Linked DNA regions of Sus scrofa: region 2 is linked to region 1. Evidence: chromatin contacts called from public Hi-C data. All regions are on one chromosome and are shown on one strand. The core of a region is the stretch at or near the end of the contact, and the rest is flanking DNA. Distances in the headings are between cores, read along the strand shown. Region 1 has its middle 290 kb from the start of TRNAE-UUC. Region 2 has its middle 620 kb from the start of TRNAE-UUC.

Region 1 (6,229 bases), core at 1,400-3,899:
AACTGAATAAAACTAAGACTGAGACAATGTTGGCTTTAGCCAGTGTCTAGATTCCCATCTTATCTATTTCTTCTTCCTAGAATTGAGGAACTCTTCTTGCATGGTAACATCTGAAGTAAATAACTTGAGGACAACCTATACTGTCTAATAAGTTTTGGAGGCAGCAGTGTAGTTCTAACTTACTGAATTTGCCTGTAGCCAAGTGAAGATAGAACAGGATTGTTTTGTTTTCCAAATATAAATACACTATCCCTGTTAGCAGTGATATTTGTAATGCCATTTGCAGCAAAATGGATGGAGCTAGAGACTCTCATACTAAGTGAGGTAAGTCAGAAAGAGAAAGACAAATACAATATGATATCACTCATATCTGGAATCTAATATATGGCACAAATGAACTTTTCCATAGAAAAGGAACTCATGGACTTGGACTTAGAGAACAGACTTATGCTTGATGGAGGGGTGGTCAGGGAAAAGAGAGTGGGATGGACTGGGAGTCTGGGGTTAACAGATGCAAACTATTGCATTTGGAGTGGATAAGCAATGAGATCCTGCTGTATAGCACAGGGAACTGTATCTAGTGACTTGTGATGGTACATTATGGAGGATAATATGAGAAAAAGAATATATATATATATGACCAGGTCACTTTTCTGTGCAGTAGAAATTGACAGAACACTGTACGTCAACTCTAATGGAAAAAATAAAAATCATAAAAAAATTTAAAAAGAGAGATTTGGATGCATGTATGATCTTTCCTTAAAATCCAAAGACATTTTTCTTGCTAACTTTAATCACTTTTATGCATTAACATTTGGAATATCAACCTAGTGTTAAAGTAGTTTAATGCTGTGATCTATTTATTTTGTTTCTGTTTCACTTGACCTCCAAAACAATCTATGCCTTTAGAAATCAAAATAGTGGCTACTTTGGAGGGCTGAGTGGTGCATGTGAGAGGTCCAAGCGGCATCTCTTTGCAGGTACTAATGCATTTCTTGATCTGTGACTGGAAACACAGAGGTACTCAGATTGAAAGCATTCATCACTCTGTGCTGTTATGTTCTGTTCACTTCCTGGTACATATATTTTACTTCACTAATAATTTTATTCAAAAAGTAGCTAGTCTTTTTTGCAGCTATTTCTAAAACAAAAGTTAGAATAGAACAGAGAATTAGACTTCTTATTCATATTAGATGATTCTGGGATATTTTAATAATACAAAAGGAATAAGACTGATAAAAATAAAGTGATATGGACAATACAATATTAAATGTCAACTGAACTGCTGCATTATCCTCTTTTTAATTTTTAAAAAGGCTAAGGCTGGCATGAAAATAACCAGTGCTTGAGAATAACTTTATAATTTATGAACTTTGCAACATTACTGAGTTGCATTTGCAACTCTTTTAAGGAAGATTTATCAATCAATAATGTGTATTATATGCAATTATTATATAGTCATATATACATTATTACAATTAGATATAATACATTTTATAATATGTAATGTAAAAGTTAGACACATAATAATTATATAAAATATTTTAAATAGGATAATCTACCTTATTATTACTTGTCAACAAAGCTAAATTCTTTCAATATTGACAGGACATTCTTATATTAATTACCATTTAATATAATTTATTAATTAATTCAGTCTATTTATGTAAATACCTTAAGACCCCATATTCAAAATACTTAAAAATATTAAGCCAATGTTTTTAAAAATACTGAATTGGCTTGGTAATAAATATATCTTTTTTAGGTTTAGGATGTGATAAAGTGAAAATGCATAAAAGTTAGACAATTTGTTTGAGCTCAGTATGATAAAAGAAAATCCCAAACATCTCCCATCCTATCATGATTTATGCTCATTGATCAGCAATATTAACATCGCAAAAGTTGAACCAACTTTTCCCTGAAGAACTCCAAGACAAACATCAGGAAGTACCACATGCTGAAATATATATGTATATATACACTCTTTGTTCCTGCCATTAATTTCTTTCTCGCCTAAAATATACCTTTCACTCTTTTTCTCCCAAATTGAAGCCCTACAATTTCCCTGTACACCAAAAATTCTCTCTGTGTTAGAGCTTTACATAGCAACTCACTCAGCAGATGGACATCACAGCACATGTTGCTTACTGCCATGTTAACAGGTCCTTGCAGGAGAGCAAATGAAAAGATATAATAATGCAAGTCAAGAGGGATTCTGGGCAAATGTCTAGATTGTTCAGTTACAGATCTGGGCCCAGTGGAATTATCAGCCCTGAAAACCAGATGCCTGACATCTTTGCTGTGTCAGTCCATGCATCTGCAGCAGCTCTAAGCCTCCCCTCTGTGTTAGACAAGCAGGTTTCACAGCAGCAGCCACTGCAGTGCATGTCTGCCAAGCCTCTCCTGGGTCTATACACCAAACTGCTAGAAAACAGGACTCGACTGGAATTAGAAACTTGAATTTTCTATCCAAAGAAATAAACAGTACACAGCCTAAAAGGTTTTTTCTTCTCCATTAAACATACAGAGGAAATTTTGCTGCTGGAGCATTGCTCAATCCCCCACCATCTCAACGAGTTCATACTGTGTAAATATTGTGATCTTAATAAATAAATACTGAAGCACAGCTGGCGCCGGCAAGATATCGCTGTTAGGTTGCCGTGGCCCTGTTATCACCAGTGGGTGTTGCTAATTATTCTCAGAACTGAGGCTCTGGCATAGGAGGGGAAAGGAATGGAGAGGAAAGTCAACAGAGGTTGAAACAAAAATAAAACATTGTTTGTTTCGGTCCATAGCAAGGGCATTCCACCCTTGTGAAAACCAGAGATACATATAGCTTAGGTATGTGAGTTGCTTTTCTCCGTAAAAATGATTTAACAACACTATTTATTTCAGTCCTTGATTGCATTCCAGCTGATTAAAATTCACACCACTCGTTTGTAAGGGCAAGAGGAGGTAATTGGGGTGTTCAAAGGACAGCACTGTGAACCTGAATATCTTAAATGAATGAGTTTACCAACAGAAAAGATTTCTTTTTTCTTCTTCCCTTGTATTCTGGCAGGTGTGTTAACGACCTAGCTCTGCACATTGCACACAAAAGAGGTTCATTGTGCGTAACTGTCTTGACTTGAGAAAGCAGCTGCTTTTTAGATATGTTGTCAAGCAGGAAAGGAGCTGCATATGAATAGCTACCTTCTTTTTTGAAAATGCCAAGGTTAATTTTTAATTGCTGGCAGCAGAATAGCCCCTATGACCACAGCATTCCATGCAGGTAGAGTTTGTGCTGGCTCATCAAATTACTGCTGCCTCTCGAGTCATGTTTTGTTTTCTGACTCTGAGCCCAATGGATAAGCAGAGAGTACTGTTAAAGAGCTGCTGGCATCATGTTGTGCTATTACAGTAAAGAAGCTACTCTCAGTTACTACTGTCAGCATTTCATCGGACAACAGGGAGGTGTGACTTCAGAAAATACTAATTACCATACTTAAAAGTCAGATACTTCCTCCTAGTTCTCCTTCCTTTGCTGCTTCTCTCCTGGTCTACCTTGGCAACCCTTCTTAATCAACCCTTAACATGCCATTTTTCACTCCCATTGTTAAGTGGATTTAGATTCTAAGAGATGATTTGGAGCCAGCTGTTCCTATGCTTCTTACAGGGACATCTCTGTCCACTAAAATCTATTACTGGGTCTGAGACTGTTGGTAATCCCCTGCTGCTTTATTCAAAAATGACTCAACAGGAGGCAGTATATTCCGGGGTTTTTCTAGCCTAGGGAAGAAAAACATTCAACACTTGCTGAAACTATAGGGAAATTTCTGTCAGGCAGAGTATGTTTAGAAGAAACTCTTTGTTTTTTCATAGTTTTTATTCTTGCCAGGATTATTCAACCAAAGCCATTCTTCCTGTTATTCTGTGTCCCAAATAAATTTATAAAGCAAATAATAAAGCCATTAATGCCTGAAACAGATTGCATTTGTTTTGACTATTCCTATCTGAATGTTGTTTCTATAGTTGCTTGCTTGAGTCACTTTATTAGTAAAGTGATGTTCACTTCAATTAAACAGAGAACAAAATTAGCATCTTGCCTAGTTCTCAGTCATAACAAACATTGATGCCAGGGGCACAATTCAAAACGGCAATTATTTGCTAGTGGGATGTGCGCAAATATTGGGCACTGCATAACTTCTCAAGGTTGGGATAGCACCAGTCTCATTTCCTGCAGTACTTGCTTTCTATAATAGCAAACCATCCAAATCCATCTTTGTGAAGATATGATATCATCAAAATGAACATAGCAAATCTAATGTCCTACCAGTTGTTAGGATGTGTCTGTGTTTTCCCTGAACATTTAAATTATCACGTGGCATACTTTGAAGTTCTTTGTGTAGGTTAGGAACCATGGGTTTAGAGGTTAGGTTTTGCTTAATGCATTGACTTTGATCAGTATCAACGGTCCCTATTATGTGCTTCAAAAAATTTTAATATGAAAATAAGGAGTATACTCTCTCAACTTAGTTTTTAATGGATTTTTGATGTCCCACTAAATCTAGTAGATCTTTTTCCATGTTTTCCTTAGATTAAGTCATGTATACTACAGTCAGTATCCTCTATTTATTACCTTTGGTCTTGATAAACAGCAATAGACTTACCCACAGCACTACATACAGTGAACTGAGGTATGTTCTCATTGATGAGATATGAAACTGAGTTTCATTATTATCCAAATTAAAGATATAATAAAATTCTTTAATAATTTGAAGACTGGCATACCATACTCTCAACTAATTTTAACAAATCAAGACCTATAGGTCTGTGGCATTATTTCTTTCCTGTTTGCTTCTCTGAGGTTAGAAGCTGTATTAGGCAAGTGTATCACCTGACTATCTCTGGGGGATTCCTGGCATCACTGTTAGGAGACAGGGCTGCGGACTGGGATCATTTTAGAATTGTCATGAGTGAAGTGTGTTAGCTATCAAATACTATACTTCTGAGACATGGAGAAGATCCCTTGGGCCTCTAATGTGTTTGGAATAGTTCATTAGCAAACATTATTCTCAGGTAAATTCACACAGAAGTTTCCTCTTCCTAACTCACAGTTGTTGGAGAAAACAGAGCTGACATTTATTCTCACTCACCTGGGAATAACTAGTATTTGCCTTTTCAAAGAGCTTTCTAATGATGCAATTTATGTAGTGCTCAATTGTGAAATTTTTGACCCCATATCTGGAGTTATCCTACCTCTCAGAATACCACATCCCTGACCAACATGTAAGCATGACAAATGCATTATAGCAGCATCTTTTAGTGAAGAGTGACAGTAATGACAAGAGAGGGTAGCATGATAGACTGTGGATTCAGAGAAGGTTGAGTTTTTACATAGGTCCACTACTTATAGATGTATTACATTAAGCAGTTACTCTAATTCCCTAAGCTTCAACTTTTCACATATAAGATGAGAACAAAAATAACTCATATGGTAATTGTGGAAATGAAAATCATTATTGCATATAGAAAGCATATAAAGTCCTGCGTCTAGCATGCAGTGTATGTTGAATAAATTGCAAGAGTTATTGTCATGGCCAGTTACCATTATTAACGATAATGTCTGAACATCTGACAGGAAAAGAAGGCAGGTAGTTAATTGTCAGGAGACTTGTATATGTTTTGAATTGAAGGGGATCAAATTCAGAGTGCAACCTTTGGTTGTGCATTGTTCAGTGTACTGTTGGGATCAATGGTGCCCCTTCCATCCACAGTTGATTACAACTCCAGGAGCTTGCACTTTTTTAAAAAACTGGATGATATAAGTAATCACCAATTTTCCTATAAAAAGCTTTTGGAACAGTGGTCTATTTAGGATATATGTTAAGTAGCCTAATGAGATGTGTAATCTTGACAGGTAGATAACATTGATAAGGAATAAGAAGTTCTGGTGCAGGAGAAGGACAGGAGTTTGGGGAAGGGGAAAAGGATGGGAGGAATAAATTAGGAGTTTGGGATTAAAATATACAAACTATTACATATAAAATGGACAACCAACAAGGACTGACTTACAGCAAGGAGACTATATGCAATATATTATAATGAAATAATGGAAAAAAGAATATATATATTATATATATTTTCTACATATATACATATACAAAGTTTGTATAGTTTAATCACTTTGCTGTACACATGAAACTAACAAAACATTGTAAATCAACTACATTTCAACAAAATTTTTTTA
Region 2 (6,229 bases), core at 2,324-4,823, 330 kb before region 1:
GGTTGCTTCATGTCTATTTCTCTCAAAAGAATTTCATCAGAATTATTAATAGAATTGTCTTCTTTTTTAGGATTTTCAGCAGTGGGAAGTTTCATTTTTTTAAGTCATAGAATTATACATAGAAGGTAATGTTGATGAGATTATGCCTATCCAATCAAATGTGCTTTAGAGAACATCTCTGATTACACAGTGAGAGCCCTGAATGGTTCTTAGGAAACCAAGGCACATTTTCAAATCTAATTATGGAGACACATTTTTGTGAACTCAGACTGGTTCCTGATTTTACACATTTCTGGGCAGCCACTGACAGGAAAGCAGTTCCAAAGTGCTTGAGATTTGTCCCAAATTTGGGAAAGAACAATGACTATGTTATGTTATATTTGAGTTCTGCTAGAGAAAATGGAAAGAAAACATCACAAAACTGCAGAGATATGAAGTGGAATACTAAGTTTCAAAGCTCCTGGAAATATTTAATGACAAAAAGAAACAACAGAATAGAATGGAAAGACCAAAAACAGCATAAATTTGGGGAAAATAAAATCCCAGTCTTGGGTAGTAGGCACAACTTATATGTTCACTTTTGGAAAATATAATTTGTGTGTTTTAGGATCTTCAATCGTAAAATGTCAATAAAACTGTTCTTCCTTTAAAAATAGAAAATATTTAACAAAATGCCTGTAACTTAGTAGGCCATCACAAACTTTCACACCATCATGGCTATATAGAGATTAAATGAGTAGTTTACTTTTAAAACACTTATGAATTACAGGAGATGGCCACAATAATACAGAGAATTCCCTGGGACCCTGTATTCAGTTTTTCACATTGGTGATGTTTCACTTAACCATAGTACATTTTAACTATAAAACTGACATTGGTATAAAACTATTAAGTAAACTACAGATCTTCACAGAATTTACCAGTTGTTACCTGCACTGAAATGTCTGTGGTGTGTGTATGTGTCTGTGTTGTGATGTGTAATAATATGAAATATTTTTATGAGCATAGACTCAGTGACCACCACCAACGTCAAGATACAGACTTGATTCTATCACTACAGGGACAATTCCCTAGACTAACCCTCCTCAGTCATATCCTTACCTAACCCCAAGCTTTGGCAATTTCCATTGGATCTATTCTCCATCGTTATACTTTTGCCATTTCAAGAGTGTGATACAAATGGAATAATAATGCAGTATATAATTTTTTGAGAATGGCTTTTTGTTTCCAGTGAGCATAATGCTCTTGCATTGATCTAAGTTGTTGGATATCAATAACTTGCTATTTTTATTGCTGAGTTTCCAATTGTAGGGATGTATCATAGCTTTTTTAACCCATCCACATCCACCTGTTGAAGGATATCTGGGTGATTTCCAGTTTGGGAGATTACAAATAAAGCAGCTAGTGCCATGATATAAAGATTTTCATATTCATAAGGTTTCATTTTTCTATGATAAATACTCAGGAGTGTTACTGTTGGGCTGTAGGTTATGGCTATGCTCAACTTTTTATAAAACTGCCAAATTGTTTTTCCAGAGAGGCTATGCCGTTTTACATCCCTAGCAGAAACATATGAAAGGTCCAGTGCAGACACAATTGCAGATGGGTGGTATTTTAAGAAATGTAAAATATAAAATCATTTCTTCTCTGACTTCTTGAGCAAAGGAAAGTTGGTCATAAAATACATCTGGGGAAAATTGCTCAACTGAATGCTAATATTGAGAAAGAAGAAAGCATATGATTCATTCTTATGCAAAATTTTGTTTCCTTCAATGATCGAGTGGCTAAATTGACAAGAGATGTGGCTGCTTGGAAATTTATGCATTACTTTCTGTATTAATCAGACCATATTCTTATTTCTGTTCAAAACAGACAACTGATATTATTGTGTAAATTCACCCTAAATAAACCAAAGTTTTTAATGTCTCTAGAGATTCTTGTGAATATGGTCATTCATTAGCAATAGGAAGGCAGGGAGGCTCAATCTGGGTGGAAGAAGCATTAGCAAGATTTGGAATGTCACAAAATCACAGCAGGCAATTAGGAGTTGCTTTAAAACAGCTCCAATTTAAAGAACCCAAGTGTAGCACATCTTGTGTTATCTTCACAGTGAATGAAGACAATCCCTGGGAACATCTTCCTGGCAGCAATTGTCTGCTGTATTCATTTTCAAGGGAGCCATCTTAAGGTCTGAAACTAATTTACTTCTAAATCAATGACAAAAACAAACCAACAAACATTTTAATGTAATTTTCATTTATTCTACCTAATTACCAAACCACAGACAAAAAGAACTAAGGAAGAATAAGGTATCCAACCAAATAACATTAAACTGGTCAATATTATTCTTTACAGTTTAGCATCATTTGATAGTTAATGGAATCAGAGAATGTAATTATTTATTTTTGTGTGTACTTTAAATACTTTAAGCAAAGGAGATCATCATTTTATGGGAACCATTCATTTCCAAAGTTCTTCTTTATTGCTCTCTGTATTTTCCTAAATTTACCTTGTTCTGCCAGCTAAAAGCAAAATGAATAGAAAATGAAAGTACTTTTCCTCAAAATAAACAACTGTTTATACCTGTAGATTTTCTCCTCTAGAATAATAATAGACACTTTGAGAATCATTGTAAAATACAGCAAGCTTAAAATAGCAAATAAGAAGTAGAGGGAAAAAAAGAAGAAAATGTCACATGGCCTCACTGATCATAGAGGTAAGGCTTGAATGGAGATGAGCCAGCCCCAGTGACTAGTCAGGCCTTGATCTGCTTTTCCTTCAGGTGAGAATAAGGCTGGTTATTTGCCATCCACTCCTCTGTCTCTTGTGTCCTAATTCATTATTTTTTATTTTGCATTTAAACATTTCTTGTGCCATCATATGTTACCCATAATTTATTCAAGGTTTTTTTTTTTTTCTTTACATTTTGGGAAAATTGGAAGCAAAAAGTTTCAACACAAAGTAATAAGCTTCTTTGATACACTGTTGATAGCAATAATCACCACAACAAACTCAAACAAGGAAGGAGACATTTTTTTCCTATAATTACAGACACCAATAATGTTTCCCTTTATGTTGTGTACCTTCAAGGTAATCAACAGAAATAAAACAAATGAATTATTTTCATCGATTTATACTTCCCAAGGCAAAATTAGTATTATATCTCAACTGTGATAAATTATCAGTTTAAAACCACATATAGATAGTATTATGCACTATGGTGCCTTTCTATGAGGATTAGAAATGATTTTATTAGGCTTCAAGTCCCCTTCAAGGAGATTAAACGCAAGTCCTTAGGCTAAAACAAGAATTACCCTTATCATCACCCCACTGGTCTCATTGTAATGCCCCCTCCCCCACCTTACTAGGAAAGGTATGTGGCCCACTCCTCACCCTTCCTCTAAGAGGCAGTAAGAACACACACAGGCACAATATCGGGGGACTCTCCAGGAAACTTCCCTGTGACCTTTCCCACATGCTAATAAGGTATCCTGCCTGAGACCAATCAGAAGATCAAATATGCCCCATACAGAGACCAATCAACATTCAGCCTTTAGCCACTCAGGTATGCAGCTTGGGGATATAAGGAAAACCCAACTGTAAGATGGGGCCAGTCCCTACTCACAGGGTGGCCCACTCTCCCTAAGATTGTTCCTTCTCTTTAGTAAACTTGCTGTAAGGTACCTACCCTTTCAATTCTTTGCTGTGGTAGGCAAGAATGGAAGCAAACAATGCAGCCCTAACAATTTGATGATATAAATTTATACCGAAGTACTTCAGCAGCAAACATGATAAAAAATATACCTTTCATTCCTACGCTACCCACCAGAAATTAGATAAAAGAACATTGAAAAGCATGCATTTTAGTGCAAGTTGTTTATCAGATCCACTCTGTGAACACTGAAAGCCCAAGGTAAGTGTGTTTGACTGCTTACTATATCCATACTGTAAAACACTTAAGATCAAACTCGGGATTGGGTGAGTGAGACACAATTACTGGTGTAAGCAGTTTAAATATAGTTCTTGCTGAGAACACCTTCAAGATAACTGTTCAGACCCATTCATTTTGCCAAGTGGAGGCAATAATTGGTAACTGTCGGTACTCCCGACAAACACCAGCCTCCTCCAAGAATAACCCAGCATGATTAGCTCTCAGCAATTGGCTGCACTTTTGCTGACTTCTGGTGAGTGGTTTTTCACACACAGTCACAGATAAACCCACTGTAACTGAACATAGCTGATGACTCATTTCATGGCTTTCTGCTTGTCTCCTTCAAAGCTGTATGTTGTTTCTGTTTTAGAAAGAACAAGCATCTATTTTTAACAAGAGGGTGAGTTTACTACATTATTATTCAGAAAAGGACCGTGCGGGCATTTTATAATCTTATGCTGTGACATACAGAACATTCCTGGGTTTTGTTCCATAAATACAGCAAAGTTTTACTTAAAGGGGCAATGTCAAAGTGACCTTCAAATCTATCTTTAGACTTTTGTTGAGTGTGTTGCTAGAGTAAATGCAGAATTCAAATTGAGTTTCTCTGCAAAATGTATCTTGGAAGGAGACATTTCTAGAGATTATAGATGTTTCAAAAGCAATTTAATGCTGGGTACACTTGGGGTGCTGTCTGATTCATGAATAATGAGGACACTTACATGTTCACTTGATATATGGTATTGAAAAAGAACTCAATGAATATTTCTTATGTAAAAAGTATCAGCTGGCCTGGTTATGTATGGGGGACTTATAAGGGTTCGGAGTTTGCAGTAAGGTAAAATTGAGGCTAATTTTCTCTTAAAAGAAATACATTATTTTGCATTAGAACTTTTAAACAAACATATGGCAATGTTGAAAATTAACTATTCATAAAATGTTTTTAATAAAATATTATCCTTTAGTGGGATCTTGTAGAAACAAGATTTCCTGATTCATATTTTACCAAACAACAGAGTTTTTTTTTATTCAATGGCCACATATCTAATTCCCTACAAATGGTTAGGAAATCAGAATAAGACAGTATAAGTTTACCATGAGGCAAGTAACGACCAAACCATTCCAACATTTTCCTCTTATCCTATAATCAAAATCAGGGATTTTATTAACTGTTAAAGAATATAAGATCAGTTTTAGTCTTATTCTAAGTGAGTGAGTGTGTGTGTGTGTGTGTGTTGTGTGTGTGTGTGTGCCCGCACACACCCAAGTTTGAGTGCATTCATTTTGTTGTTTCCTTTTGTGGCCTCTTTGATCCGTATCAAAGATATCTTCCTTCGCTGCACTTTTTTTTTTTTTCTGCTTTAAGTATTTGAAGTTTATATTTGATTGTTTCTTTAATATTTCTGTAATTGGTTATTTGAAAATAGAAAAACAGACTGTAAGCATATTATATCATGTCTTCTGGTGCTGTTGTTAATTAAGAATTTATTTCTTTATGTGAAATCTTCAAAGGAAGTCTGGGCCACTGCTATAATAGCCACACATCCAGTTTCCATTCAGATGGAATGACTCTAACACATGTTCTCCTAGTCTGATTTCTTGGCTTTTAAAAGTTTATAATGCAAATAAAACCTTCCCTTCAAAAATGTAACTATTTCAATGATGACAAAACTATTCTGGAGTTCCCATCGTGGCACAGTGGTTAACGAATCCGACTAGGAACCATGAGGTTGCAGGTTCGGTCCCTGCCCTTGCTCAGTGGGTTAACGATCCAGCGTTGCTGTGAGCTGTGGTGTAGGTTGCAGATGCAGCTCGGATCCCGCGTTGCTGTGGCTCTGGCATAGGCCAGTGGCTACAGCTCCAATTCGACCCCTAGCCTGGGAACCTCCATATGCCGCAGGAGCAGCCCAAGAAATAGCAAAAAGACAAAAAAAAAAAAAAAAAACTATTCTATTTAAATTGCAATTCTCCTGTCAGTGCTCTTCATTTTCCTTTTAGCTCTATTTTTCCCCACTACTTATTCCTCCACAAATATTTCAAAATTTAGGTATATGGTCTATTTCCCCTCATGAGACTATAAGCTTTATGAAGGTAAGAACTTTTGCCTGCTTTCTTTATTGCAATACACACAGGAAGTTCCCATTGTGGCTCAGCAGTAACGAGCCCAACTAGTATCCATGAGGATGCGGATTTGATGCTTGGCCTTACTCAGGGGGTTAAGAATCCAGTATTGCCGTGAGCTGTGGTATAGGTCACATACACAGCTCAGATTTGGCATTGCTGTGGCTGGCAACTGCA

What was found. A called contact is a pair of places that touch in the nucleus more often than the background predicts.
Region 2: a Hi-C map of fetal heart ventricle shows a contact between it and region 1, with 2.3 times the contacts expected there. The contact joins two enhancer-like sites. A contact is called at or near these places in 2 of 47 Hi-C or Micro-C datasets (fetal heart ventricle and heart right ventricle).

The regions. Positions count from the first base shown.
Region 1 is chr1:23,669,176-23,675,404 of Sscrofa11.1, reverse strand. No RefSeq gene overlaps it. Among named protein-coding and RNA genes, the nearest start is that of TRNAE-UUC, 290 kb to the right of the region's middle. Within about 2 kb of position 2,649, at least 21 of the 83 cell types and tissues checked have an H3K27ac peak or open chromatin away from gene starts, as enhancers often do.
Region 2 is chr1:23,996,180-24,002,408 of Sscrofa11.1, reverse strand. No RefSeq gene overlaps it. Among named protein-coding and RNA genes, the nearest start is that of TRNAE-UUC, 620 kb to the right of the region's middle. Within about 2 kb of position 3,573, at least 14 of the 83 cell types and tissues checked have an H3K27ac peak or open chromatin away from gene starts, as enhancers often do.